Linked DNA regions of Mus musculus: region 2 is linked to region 1. Evidence: chromatin contacts called from public promoter capture Hi-C data. All regions are on one chromosome and are shown on one strand. Each heading gives the region's core, a stretch centred on a gene start, on an enhancer-like site or on the middle of the called end of the contact. The rest is flanking DNA. Distances are from core to core; before and after follow the strand shown. Region 1 holds the start of 2010001A14Rik (RIKEN cDNA 2010001A14 gene). Region 2 holds the start of 2210407C18Rik (RIKEN cDNA 2210407C18 gene).

Region 1 (6,585 bases), core at 2,717-5,216:
AATGTTCTAGGGAGACATCTGAACTGGAGTTTGGTCCTTAAATCCTTAAAGATAAAAGTAAGCTGGCAGGAAGTCACCATCAATGAATTCAGGCTGCTTTGTGGAGGGAACAATGAAAACTGTTTAATTTGATGATTATCAGTTTCTTGTGGTTGGATTGGTGAGTCATGAGTCATTCCGAGTTTACACTGTGATGCTGTCTTGTACACAGCAGGCGAGAAATAAGTGCTGATGCACCAATGTAGGCCCTCTCATATCTACAAACGGCCAAATGACTTTTGCTGGTAAAAGCCACCTCTTTTTTTTTTTTTTTTTTTTTGGTTTATTTTTTGAGTCAGGGTTTCTCTGTGTAGCCCTGGCTGTCCTGGAACTCACTCTGTAGAACAGGCTGGCCTCGAAACTCAGAAATCCGCCTGCCTCAGCCTCCCAAGTGCTGGGATTAAAGGCGTGGGCCATCACTGCCTGGCTGGGTTTTACTCTTTAGGACAGTGGCCTATGGACAATGTCCAAAAGTTCATTGCCAGAGTGGAATCTGACAAAAGTCATTGAAATTTGTGAACTTGTAAGAGGTGGCACACGCCTTCAATCCCAGTACTGGGGAGGCAGGAGGATTTCTAAGTTCGAGGCCAGCCTGGTCTACAGAGTGAGTTCCAGGACAGCCAGGGCTACACAGAGAAACCCTGTCTCGAAAAAACCAAAAAGAGTAACACCCAGGTGAAACAAGAGGACATGTGACCTCTGCTCCATTCCTGGCAGCTGGCACTTGGGCTGACAATGTAAGTAAGTGGCTCTTGAGAGAGCAAGTGGTGCTGGGCAGTGGTGGCGCACGCCTTTAATCCCAGCGCTTGGGAGGCAGAGGCAGGAGGATTTCTGAGTTCGAGGCCAGCCTGGTCTACAGAGTGAGTTCCAGGACAGTCAGGGCTACAGAGAGACCCTGTCTCGAGAAACCAAGAGAGAGAGAGAGAGAGAGAGAGAGAGAGAGAGAGAGAGAGAGAGAGAGCGCAAGTGGCTTCCCACAGCATAGTGGTAAACTGGGAAGAATGAGTGGCAGAGTGGGGTGTTTCTAAAGCTTAGGTAGGAAGAGGCCAGACCAGAGCAGGGGGCAGCAACCCAAGCGACACTGGAGCCTGTTTCCTTTATGTGATCCCCAGCTTCGAGCACTCTCCAGAAGCAAAGAAGAAACCCATCAGCGGCAAGTTGGCTATGTACTAATACAGTACAGAGGCAGCCAGTGGCCACCTGAAGGGGGGTGCTATAGTATTTTAAAAGGGCTTTTGCCAGATCCTTTTACCAGACAGCTATTCTCTGTCCTTAACCATGTTCAAGTCTAATCTGCTTTTCAGCAATCTCAGGACTCAGGGGCTTTTGTGGGTGAGGTGGGGGCCTTAGGGTGGAAGCAAAGGCTCACTGTGGTTGTCTGGGTTTTTTTGTTTGTTTGTTTGTTTGTTTTTTCTTTCCTGTTTCACTTGCTACAACAGCTAGACATTCTAGTAACACAGCACTTACTTGGGACTGAATTCCTGCCCATCTGTGGAATGAAATAGAAACTGTTTCAGAGATAATGACTCTGTACTACCACCTTGAAATGGACTAAGGCCGCACATCTAACCACAAGCCTTCCCAAGTACTGCCTTTGGGGATGCTAGTACAGGGCAGAGGGGGCCTTTCTTCCAGATGATGATGATGTGTGTGTGAGTGTGTGTGACATCGACATGCTCAACACTGCTCCACATGGCTTCCCCATGGGGTGAGTGGATAAATGGAGTCTTTACTGCAACAACAAAACCATCCAGATGTGAGCACTGCCAGCAGCCCACACGGGAGGCAGGCACCGTTTCCATGTGGATAAACTCATCCCCAGTCTCGGGATCACTTTCACTCCCATGTGTGATTAGCAGGGGACACCTGAGGGTTTAGCCAGCTTTGCTTCAGAGTAATCTCATTCATTCATTCATTCACTCACTCATTTATTTACTGACAAGACATTTGTAAAAAGGAAGGTCCCAATCATAAAAAAACAAAAAACAAAACCCAGCACGATTTCAAATGAGCTGGATTCTACTGGTTGACTAAATAAAACTGAGTGTGCAAGAGAAGAGTCTAGAAGAAAGGATGATGATCTTATTTATTATAGACGAATGAAAACTGGGTGTAAGGTTTGGAAGCAAGCCAGGCAATAAGTGGGCTTAGGAAATTAGCCAGCTTTTAAGTGCAGTGTGCTCTTGGCGCCATTGCTTCCTACCCCCCCGCCCCCAGCCTCAGTTTCTGCCACATCAGAAGTGTAAAGATCGGCTCCCTTTCCCGCTACCAAGCAATGTCTGATTTCCCCAAACCGTTGAACAGTAATCATTCAAACTCCTGAATATGAGAAGTTCCTTAACTCAGTCTCAATTCCTAACCTGGAAGCTGCCACTCAGGGCTTGCAGCAACAGATGTCAAACTGAAAAGTTCTTAACCGGTTGGCAGTAGGCACATCTTGAGGACCAGAGTAGGTGAAATCACTCAGGAAGTTTCTTATAATTAGCCACAAGGCATAGGGCAATCTCATTCCATTTTAAATTTGCACCTCTCCACCTCCAACGGCATTACCAAAGATGCTAATCCCCGCAAGAAAGCTGATTCCCCGCCCCCTTCAATCACATCCACAGCAAATCATTTAAGACCCGGCCTTGGCCTTATTTCTGCCACATCTCAGAAAAACTCATTCGCTGCCAGCGAAGCGGGCTCTGTGTTGCGCTGCAGAGACCGGAGGCCGCGGCAGACAGGAAAGTCGCGGCCACCTTGCTAGTGTCTGAAAGAGCGACAAGGTCCCTGGAGGGAGGACGAAGTTGGAGAAGATCCTCCCGGTTCCCTTGTCACCTCTTTTGCCCAATTCTTGCAAAAGTAACCCACCTCTCTCTGCTCTGCTATTCGGCGCAACAGTGACAGCTGGAAACTGCTGTCGCTTTCCCAGGCAGGGAGAGTGTGCCAAGCCCTCCCTGGTTTCCCAGCCCACCCTCGGGGACGCGGGCAGCGTCGCGGAGCACCGAGCGGCCTCCAAGAACCTGAGTCCCCTGTTTTGCACAGACTGCGCGGCGAGGCCCACCGCGCGGAGCGTCCCCGGGGTCCCTTCCCGCGGCCCTGCGCTATGCCCCGAGACTCACGCTCTTGTCTATGTCCAGCTTGAGTTTCTTCTGCGAGATGCTTTTCTGCACCCTCTTGCTGAAGGAGGCGTTGCCCGCGGGCCGGACGCAGCGCTCGCCGTCCGCGATGAGGCAGCAGCTCTGGCCGTAGCCCGGGGCGGCGGCGGGGGCGGCAGGGGGCCCTTCGCGGCTGTCCTCCTCTGTGCTGAAGCCGTTCATCTCCCCGCCCCGGCCCGGCCCCTCCGGGGGAGGACCCCTGTAGGCCACTCCGCGGCTGCTAGCCCCGCGGGGCAGCTCTTCGCCAGCCCCGCGCCCGGGTCCCACGGTGCGCCCTGGGTCAGGCGCGCTCCGAGCTCCGCGAGGCCCGGCTGCTCTGTGCTCCTGCAGCCCGGGCCCCGGCGGGGATGCACACGCCGAGGCTCCGGCCGGGGCTCACGAGGCTTCCCCCGGGATCCGGGCCCGGCCGCCCTGGGGCTCCCGAGGCCCCCGCCGGCTCCCGCCTGCTCCGCGCCGCGCGGCAAAGTCTCCACCCCGTGGCTCCCCGCGCGGGGGCCCGGCCTCGAACCTGCCGTGTCCGGGCCCCGCGGTGTGCTCGGGCCGCCCCAGCGCCTGGCCGCTCGGCGGCGCCCCGAGTCCCCGCGGCAGCCCCTGGGCCGCCCCGGCCGCCGCCCGCCCGACGCGCCGCACCACAACAGTGCGCTCCCCCGCCCGCCGCGGCACAGCGGAAGTCCCGCCTCTGTGCGCTCAATGGTCGTATTCTTTATGTAGGCGGGGCCCACGTCGCCGCTGGCAGTTCCCATTGGGCGCCATCGCTGCCGGTCTCCGGTGCCAGGCTACTTCCTGGACTCTGCTGGGATGGGTTCAAAGTAGAGAAAGTGCAAGAGGGAAGAGTTACCCGGGCTAGAGAGGACAGCGGGCCGCAGGTTTAGTCCTGGTTGTGGAGTGGGATGCTGAGATGGGTCTGGAGGGATGCAGGATGTTCTAGGCCGTTAGGATGGTAAATAGGGACCTCGCTCCGCGAGGGATGCTGAACGGGGTCTGGAAGAATGCAAGATGTCCTGGTCCGGGCCAGGAATGGTGAGCGAGGTCCTCTGGCTCTGGGGCGAGATGCTGTGTTAGGTCAGGAGGGACGCGGGGCCTCCACCTCAGGGAGTGGTGCTGAGCGGGATATGGAGGGTCGCAGGGTCTCCATTCCGGGATGGGATGTTGAGCAGGTTCCCAATCCCAGCGCGGGATCCTGAGCAGAGGTCCGGCTCCATAGTGGGGTTGTGAGCAAGCCGGTTATGGAACGAAATGCTAAGCCGGATCTGACAGGCCGCAAGGTCTCCTATGTTGAGTGGGGTCTGCGGGAAGCAGGGACAGACTTGCAGCAGAGATCACGTTCGCAGTGGACTGAAGCATCGACGTGCGGAGGAAAACTGAGGGACAAGGGAAGGGTATGGGAAGGAGACCTTAGGGAGAAAGTGCTGCCAGGAGAACAGACTGGGCAAAACGGAAAAGCCTGGGCTGGAGGATCTACGCGGCAGCGGGAGACAGGGTGCATGGTGTGGGACATGAAGCTAACGAGGAAGTGCATATGCGCGTAAAGAGGCACTGAGAGACAGGAGAGGTCGGACAGGTGAACTAGAAATCTTTGAGTACAGCGGGCACCAAGGAAGAAGGGACTTAAGGAGGAGAGCCCAGCGTCAGAGCAACCCTGGCCTGGGTTGATCTTCAGGGTGGACTTTGTGGGCTGAGGCAAAGGTGAAAAGCCCTTAGGCCACCAACGGAGGACTCACCTTCAGACTTGTTAGAGACTGATTTGTAGTTTTATTGCTTCAAGCTAACTCAGACCAACCCGGGAGGAGGCCACCGCACCCTGCCAAGACCAGGGTGTCACCTCGTCCTTGATGCAAGGACACAGGGAATTTTCTGAGGGTCGGGTCCTACAGTCAGTAGTGTTGTGGGGGAGAGGTATGGTTATGGGATGGGTGTCCGGAAAGCTCTTAAATTCTCTCCAGAGGTCTAAAAGTGCGTTTGTACAGTTTACTTTTATTAATTTCACACAGGAGACAGTATGTTAGAAAATACACCTACCAGATAAAAATTTAAGGCCACTGTGGGGGCTGAGGCTGTAATTTGGTGGCAGAGTGGATCAGCACACTCGAGGCTCTGGATTTGTTCCACATTACTACTTAAACAGGATGTGGCGGCACTGGCCTGTAGTCCCACCTTTCAGCAGGAAGATCTGAAGTTCAAGGGCATTCTCTCTCTTTTCTTAAAAGAATTATTTATTTATTTTATGGATATGAATACACTGTAGCTGTCTTTGTACTCACCAGAAAAGGGCATCAGATCCCACTACAGATGGTTGTGAGCCACCATGTGGTTGCTAGGAATTGAACTCTGGAATAACAGTCAGTGCTCCTAACCGCTGAACCATCTCTCCAGCCCCTCAAGATCATTCTTGACTACATAGCTCGCAAGTCAGTCTTGGTTTTGTGAGACCTTGTCTCAAAATAACAAAACAAAACAAAATGTGTCCATTACGAAATTGCTTATAAAAAATACTCTAAAAGTTACAAACGAGAAGAGGTGAAGCAAAATTAAACATCTTCAGAAAGTGTTAAAACTCACCAGCAACTCTGTAGCAAAGATCTCCGAGCGCTTGACAACGCCTTGTCAATGCTGAGTAATGAGCGCTCCACGGTGGTCCACACCTGCTATGCCACTGCTTGGGAAGTGTGTAGCGGGATCTGGAGTTCTTATTGAACTTGAGGCTAGCCTGGGCTATGTGAGACCTTGTTTCAAACAAAACAAAACGAGGATATAGAATTGCATATGGACTTGTGGAATGTGATGTGTGTGTATTTATTTTAAAATAAATAATACATGCAGGGTGAGAGCTGGGGAGATAACTGCTCTTCCAGAAGATCCCAGTTCATTTCCATTAAACCCCTACATAGGCTCTCCACTGCCAGAAATTCGAGCTCCAGGAAATTTGGCCTCCCTGGGAGTATGCTAGAGCCCCATCTCCAAACCAAACCAAACCAAACCAAACCAAACCAAACCAAACCAAACCAAACCAAACCAAACCCAAACAGCAACATTAACCAAGCTTTGGGGGAGGAAGGGAGGACTGAGATGATTCAGTGGGTTAAAGCCCTTTCCAATAAGCCTGCTGACCTCAGTTCTATCCCCAGCACCCGCATGGCAGAAGGAGAGAATTAGCAATGCAGATTATCTTCTGACCTCAGCCTCCCTGTGTTAGGAATACACTACCTCCCCACAGAAAAAAAGAAATGTCATCATTTTTTTTTTTTGAAAATCAAAACCACATGAGAAATAATACTCCATATTACAAAGAGTGATAATTTGGGGTAGCAGAAATGTGGTTGACATTTTTATACTTTGTTCTACTTTTGCAATATACCTAATAAGCTTTTTTTTTTTTTTTTTTTTGCTTTTACAGTAACAAAAATAA
Region 2 (7,027 bases), core at 719-3,218, 810 kb before region 1:
ACCCACATCAAAAAGAGGGAGGCCTCTAGGTTTTTTCCATGCCTCATCTCTACTCTTCTTTAGCCTGGGAGGTTATCTGTAAGTGTTATGGTTCTGAGGGGAAAGGTGTCCTGGCTGTAAGGAGCCAAAGAATACCACAAAGTCACACAGCACAACAAGCCTTAAACAAGAGGAATGACAAAAGAGGATGGCTACCTCTGCTCTGGCAAGAAGCAGGAAGGAACTGAGCAGAAGGCAGGGTTTATATAGAGATGAGGGGGTGAAGGGCAGAGTTTCTAGGGTGGCCTGGGATTTGGTGGTATTCTGTGACCTGATCTTGGGGCAAGCTCAGGGATTGGTGGGTTTTTTCATGGATTGGAGGTATTCTTTCCCTTGTCCCTTGTCCTTGGTCTTGGGACAAGTCAGGGTTAGGGTGTTACTTCCTTGGCCCTTTTATCCTAAGTGCCCATCCAACTTCTGTTGTTTTATGTCCAAATTCTGCCATATGTAAGCAGTCTCTTTGAGACCTTGCCCTGGGAGAAGGTGGAAGAGTTTCTGTGATGCTTGGTAGATGAGAGCCATGCTCCCATTCCCCATGGATGAATGACAGTGGCCTCAGCTTGCTGCTGTTCTGCTCAGCACTGTCCAAGCCAATCTATTAATGAGAAATGGCCATTGACCTGCAAGTCTGGCCTCTTGGCCCTGAGCCAACTGGCAGTCACCAACCTTATCTCTGTTCTCAGCTAATTAGGAGCTCACAGTCTAGTACTAGTTGCACAACTTGAAACTTATTAAGCTGAATCAATAGGGAACCATAAAATACAGTCTCCAGCTATGACTTTGACCCTGGGAGATGTGAGAGCAGGTGTGTGATAGGATGGGAGTGATGAGGGGCACATTATGAAATGCCACAAGGTAGCAATGCCAAATTCCTTCTTTGGAAGACAAGACTCAAGCTGACTCTTTGAAAAGGCCTTCGTTGTATTTGGTGGGGGCAGGGGGTGTACAGCATGTTTTGGCTGCTGTCTCATCATCTTGAGCAATTGAACAGGAAGGGAGATAGGCTTCATCATTAGGGACCCATGATATCTTCACTCAGCATCTCCTGCCAGTGTGGCAAGTCTACTCCCAGCTCATGTTTCTATGACCCGGGAAATGTTTTGTCAACTTACTTTGAACACTGGAAGTTCCAGATGAGTCTCTGCTGGTCTCTGTAACTACAGATGCCCTTTCTTAGTTGGTCCCCTCTATGACTGTTAGGTGTTCCTCCTAATTTCTTTCACACCCCAGCTTCTGAGGCACATGCACAACCCTGTTCCTTTCCTGTAACCCACACCTTCTTCAAAACTCTGCACACTGTCTTCCCTGGGAGGGGGAACTTGGCACCTGAATTTTGAAAGAATGTGTTTAAAATCTGGATGACTAGAGGAAGTGTGAGTCCTTCTAGCTTAGCCTTTCTCTCCACTGTAAATAAGAAGGCTGCTAAGCTATGCCCTAAGAAGAGGCTAGCCTAAAAATAAATAGACGGGCTGTGTGTGTGTGTGTGTGTGTGTGTGTGTGTGTGTGTGTGTGTGTGTGTGTGTGTGTTAGGGGGAGTGAAATTACAGAGGGACACATCAGGTCCCTTCTAAGCAGAGAAGTTAATAGACTCTAGGGATAAAGGAAAGGATGGGAGAGAGAATGACTCTGGGGATTTGCCCCAAGCAACAATGGAGGATGGTAGCTACACACTACAGGACAATTCCTATACTTTTTAACTTTCAAGTACTCTAAACTGTTCTGCGGCTTACTTCAGGCACAGCAGCATTACAAATTCCTTCCCTTCCTTTCCCTACCAACCAGAAGTTCAGGAAAAACTCTTCTCACAGTCTCTCTCTCTAGATCAGGAAGTGCAGTGCACTTGACGTCATGCCAAGATACTATTTACAGTGTCTTAATTGCCAGGCATTGGTCCTCTGGGCTATAAAAGTGACTGGGAGGCAGAGAAAGTCCTCCTTTCATCCTTTCTCTAGGTGAGATTGCTTCCTCTCCAGCTCAAGGCCGTCCTTTCAGAAGAGCCTTCTTGGTGAGTATTTCTAGTGTGGACCTGGTGGTGGAGGCCATCCATTAGGGGGAAGGTGACTTAGAAAGTGGTGAAGCCATGTCATTAGCTAAGGGTCTGATTGCTCTTGAGCACCATGGCCCAGAAATTTGTAGTACACACAGAGCCTCCACCTGTTCTCCAGAGGAGTTGTTTCTTGACTCGGCCATGTCAACTGTGGAAGGGGATCTAGTGCCTTCCAGTCCCATGAAAGAATTCCTCCTAATTGAAAGTCCTTTCCTGGGATCCATCCCCATCCCCCATGCCTGGATAAAGGATATGGAGTCTTTTCCAGTTTTGCATCCTTCCAAATGGCCACATCTAGAAAAACCAGTGTTTGGCAAATTTGGGCTTTCAGAAAGGATGAGTGAAGGGGTGATTGATTGATGATTGATTGATTGATTGAATACATGGACAAAGAACACAGTCTAGTATGTGGATTGCTGGATTACAGGTCTGAGCCCCATTGCTCTGATCCCATTGTTCTTACTTGCATCTCCTGCAGTGTTCACAAGCTTCACCATGGGCTGGTCCTCCATCCTGAAAAGCCTCCTCACAGTTTTTGTCCTTAGCATCTTAGCTGTCTGCTCTGTAGGTAAGAGTAAACAAAGCAACGCAAAGGGGAGGTAAGCAGTCAAGTACCTGGGGGAGGTAGCCAACCCCATGAGACTCCAGTAGTCTGTTTATCCTCCCATGGCTTCTTGACTCCGAAGCAAAATCCACTACAAGGCTTTGGGATTCCCCTTTAAATGATGTACATTTCCTCCTTACAGAGAGTTACACGTGTATACAAGCTACGTGTGAAAATGGAAATTGTCTTGGGGGTACAAGTACCTGTCTAACCTCTTATAGCTGCTTCAGCCAAATACAGAAACTGGAAACACCATGTAAGCCAACCCTCGCTACCTTGAGCATCCTCCAATTCATCCTTGCCTCCTTTCCAGGATGAGACTAGGAGCTGGGTGGAGATGGAGCATGTGCTTGCTGTAGGCCCTAGACTCTACATGATCAGGACCATTTGGGAGTGACTGCACTCTTTTAGTGTGTCAGGGATCAAACTCAGGGCATCATGCTTGCTAAGTGAGTACCTTACCACTAGTCACTCCCTTTGTAGCAAGTGGTCCATGCTCTGTTGGTTTGTTCTCGAGAGACTAGTGCAGAGAGACTCTTGAGAAAGTACAACACTCAAGATAGAGGGGATGAAGGAACAGATTATTTACCACTAGCTTAGGAGGAAAATTTTCTTGGTGGTTCAATTTCCTGCAGCTCCAGATACAAACCTAGTACTTGAGCAAAAAGGGTGTGCTTCATATCAAAACCTATGTGCCTTGGAGTTCTCAGCAACACTGGGGAATCGACAGAAATTTAGATACAAGACCCAGTGCTGCACCGGTGAGCAGTGCAACAAAGAAAATCTCACTCGTGAGTATACCCCCTGTCTGTGTCCCAACACATAAACACAGCTAGGGTCTGTGCCCCACCACCTGCTCAGGGTTCCTCTATCTTCCATGGGTCTATCTCTGTGCTTATGGGCAGCAGCAGTGATGCCTATCCTTCCCATTTTGCTTGACACCTTTATTTGTAAGGGCCTGGGTTGGATATAAGCCCTGCTCTTGAGATATGTGTGCACACACTTGCGTTTGCAGACTGAGAAACAGCGAGGCAGCAGAAATTGGTCCGGGGTCTACTCTCTAAGTAGGTTCAGTGAATCTATAGGTTTAAGTGCTCTGCTCTGCTCTCTCCTCTCTCTGCTCTGCTCTCTCTGCTCTGCTCTGCTCTCTGCTCTCTGCTCTCTGCTCTCTGCTCTCTGCTCTCTGCTCTCTGCTCTCTGCTCTCTGCTCTCTGCTCTCTGCTGTCTGCTGTCTGCTGTCTGCTCTCTGCTCTCTGATCTCTGCTCTGCTCTGCTCTCTGCTTCTCTCTGCTTCTCTCTGCTCTGCTCTCTGCTCTGCTCTCTGCTCTCTCTGCCCTGCTCTACTCTGCTCTCTCTGCTCTGCTCTCTCTGCTCTGATCGCTCTCTCTGCTCTGCTCTCTCTGCTCTGATCTGCTCTCTCTCTCTGCTCTCTCTGCTCTGCTCTTTCTGCTCTGCTCTCTCTGCTCCTCCTGTGAAGAGACTTTCCTCATCTACTTCATTACTCATCTTGGATTTTGTATTGTTGAAATGGAGTCTTGCTATGCATCCAGGCTTGCATTATATTACTGGGATGAAGTAATCCTCCTGCCTCAGCCACCAAAGTTGGAGTAGCTGGGAGCACAGGTCTGTGTGGACCACAACTTGGTCATCTCTCACTCTTTGAACAGCATACTTTTAGAAAACAGATCCTCTCCTCTCCCATTATCTAGGACTTTCCCTCCAAGGCAAAGAGTAGAGTAACTGATGAAAGTGAGGACAACTCTGAATTCCCATGAGGTCCTACCTGGCACTCACACCCCAGTGCCTTCTCCTGAGCCTCCTCCCAGCTCATCCTCACTGCAACGCTTTTTGGTAGAATCGTGGAAAAACCCTGTATTAGATGAGCAGTAGATAGACATATTCTCAGCTGTTTCTTCTTTCTATTTCCCAAGATGAAAACGTTTTTCTCTCCATTCAGTGCCTCCATTATCTTCAGAAGTCAATGGTGTTGAATGTCCTGCCTGCTACAATAATAAAACCAATACGTGCTCCACGACAACTCCCCTAAAGTGCACAGGGGCAGAGAAAAGGTGTATTGAGGTTACCAGCAGAGGTATGAGTGTATTATTATTATTATTATTATTATTATTATTATTATTATTATTATTATTATTATTATTGCTTGTTACTTTAAAATGTGGATGGTCTGTGTATCCAAAGCTTAGCAGCTAAAAAGTAGCAAATATGAATCCCAGTTTCTGCAGGTCTAGAATCTGAGCATGTCACTGGCACTGGTTGTGGCTCAGGGTGTCTCCTAGGACTGTGTGAGCTGTCAGCAGGAGCTGAGGTCCTTCATATGCTCAGGATGTCTCCTGGGGCAGTGTGATTTGTCATCAGGGTCTGGGGTCCTTCAGATGCTCAGGGTGCCTCCTGGGGCTGTGTGACTTGACTTGTCATCAGGGCCTGGGGTCCTTCAGATGCTCAGGGTGTCTCCTGGGGCTGTGTGACTTGTCAGCAGGGCTTGAGGTCCTTCAGATGTGGGATCTGCTTTCCACTTCCTTCATGGTTTGGTATTGTCAGCTCCTTTTCATGAAGTGGCCCCATGGTCAATCAGCTGACTTCCCTCGGTACTAGTGATCAGATAGAGAGAGGCAGACTGATAGGAGGAGCTATAGGCTTTAATAGTCTAATCTCAGAAGTGACATCATTTCTGCTCCTGTTTTTTGTATTTTTTTTAAATTAAAACTTCAAAGAACTTACAAATTTAAAACCTCATAGCGTGAGAATATTCAGACCCAAAGATCATCCGTCTCCAATCTGAAGAAGTGGAGAATGGGATTGAAGTTTACACTTTCATTGTCAACTATAGTTTTATGTGCTTGTCCTCCATATAAGTATATGCACACACACAGAGAGACACAACAAGCAAGCAAACAACAAAAACAAAATCCAGGGCAGAATCAAAACTAAGAATGCAATTAGTTCCTAATTCTCTCATGTCTTGCGTGTCCACCCCATCCTTCCGCATCACCTAATGTGACAGGCCCCTCTCAAGAGTCAAATCTCTCCCCTCATCTCTACTCTCAATACAATCCTTATACAGTGAATCCTGACACAACATGAATGGGGCCTACAGAAAACCGCTCGGCCAGTAGTTGGTGAGTGGGGGAGGGGTCCTCTTAGAAATTAGTTTCCTCACAGAGAAAAGGGCAAGGTAGGGTCAAGCAAGCTATAGATCTTGGAGAGATAAGCTCTCCAAGATCTAGAGGGAGTCATTTGCTGACAGTTGAAGAGGTGTGTGTGTGTGTGTGTGTGTGTGTGTGTGTGTGTTGGATGTAGGGGGTAGTAAGGGAAAGAAATACAAATGCTTGCACCTGCCTTGCTGTGATATCCTGCAATGGGGCCTTAGCTCATTGACAACACAGCAGGTGACTTCATTTCTGGATGTCACATAGGTGAGCACTTGAGCTTTTCATAGACCGCTGTGAATTTAGTAAAAGTTTTATGATTTTTTTCTCTGAATGATCAGAACAATGTATTGTTGTGTAGGGTGCATATATCACTCAGGTAGGAGCCAGAAAAGCAACTGTGGGATCTTCTCTGGGCACTATATAACGGGAGGGAGGCAATGCAACTCTTTTCTGATCACGGCATGAAATACTTCGTGGAATTATGGAACTGAGAACTTGATGAGTTGAAGACAAGTCAGGCCTTATATCTGGAATCATCTTGAAGGATGGTCTAGGGTGCATAGGGAAAGGGTCTTTGTGGAGAAGAGTTGAGATGAACAGGGACAATGGGATGTCACATAGGATACAGAGGGTGGTTGAAGCCATCCATAGCAGGGCAGCCTTCTAGTTCAGTTTCCATGGGAAATGGAGACATGCGTATCCATAGTGTTGGTTCTTCATGGAGCTCAGAGGTCTTGAAAGAAGGCCTTGAGCGCCAGAGCATCGACAACATTTCCCTCCATCTTCCACAGTGAAGTTAGGATGGAGCACAGACACAATTTAAAATTTAGCCAAACATTTGCAGTCTTTCAGCTAGTGTCCTTCTTGTGTATATTAAGTTCATTCCTTGTAATGAAAGAGTTCTGAACCCTGGTGTTGGTAAGCATGCCTTAAGCAGAGGCCCAGCCTATGCATCCAGCTGTTTGTATGTTTATCACGCAGAGACAGAGGTTACATAATTAAGATCATTCTGGGCACATTTCTTTCCCCAGAGAACATGGGTGAGGAAGAGTGGGGAAAACTAACTGCTGGCTCTTTCTTTCAACAGACCCATCTTCTAATATAGTAATGTATGGAAAAGGCTGTGCAACAGAAAATGCCTGTGCACTGTATATGACTGTCTTCAAT

The links. Promoter capture Hi-C pulls out the DNA fragments that hold promoters and counts their contacts.
Region 2: a contact with region 1 is called in a promoter capture Hi-C map of liver, with 4 times the contacts expected there. The contact joins the promoter of 2210407C18Rik here to the promoter of 2010001A14Rik in region 1. A contact is called at or near these places in 2 of 39 promoter capture datasets (hippocampal neurons and liver).

The regions. Positions count from the first base shown.
Region 1 is chr11:57,798,848-57,805,432 of GRCm38.p6, reverse strand. 2010001A14Rik (RIKEN cDNA 2010001A14 gene) reads left to right here and starts at 3,966. Exons shown (of 4, transcript NR_131042.1): 1 at 3,966-4,199. It overlaps Sap30l (SAP30-like), which reads right to left and starts at 3,796. Exons shown (of 4, transcript NM_001081168.1): 1 at 3,144-3,796. The coding sequence starts at 3,341.
Region 2 is chr11:58,608,433-58,615,459 of GRCm38.p6, reverse strand. 2210407C18Rik (RIKEN cDNA 2210407C18 gene) reads left to right here and starts at 1,968. Exons shown (of 6, transcript NM_144544.2): 1 at 1,968-2,044; 2 at 2,565-2,654; 3 at 2,833-2,946; 4 at 3,326-3,481; 5 at 4,648-4,782; 6 at 6,948-7,027. The coding sequence starts at 2,582.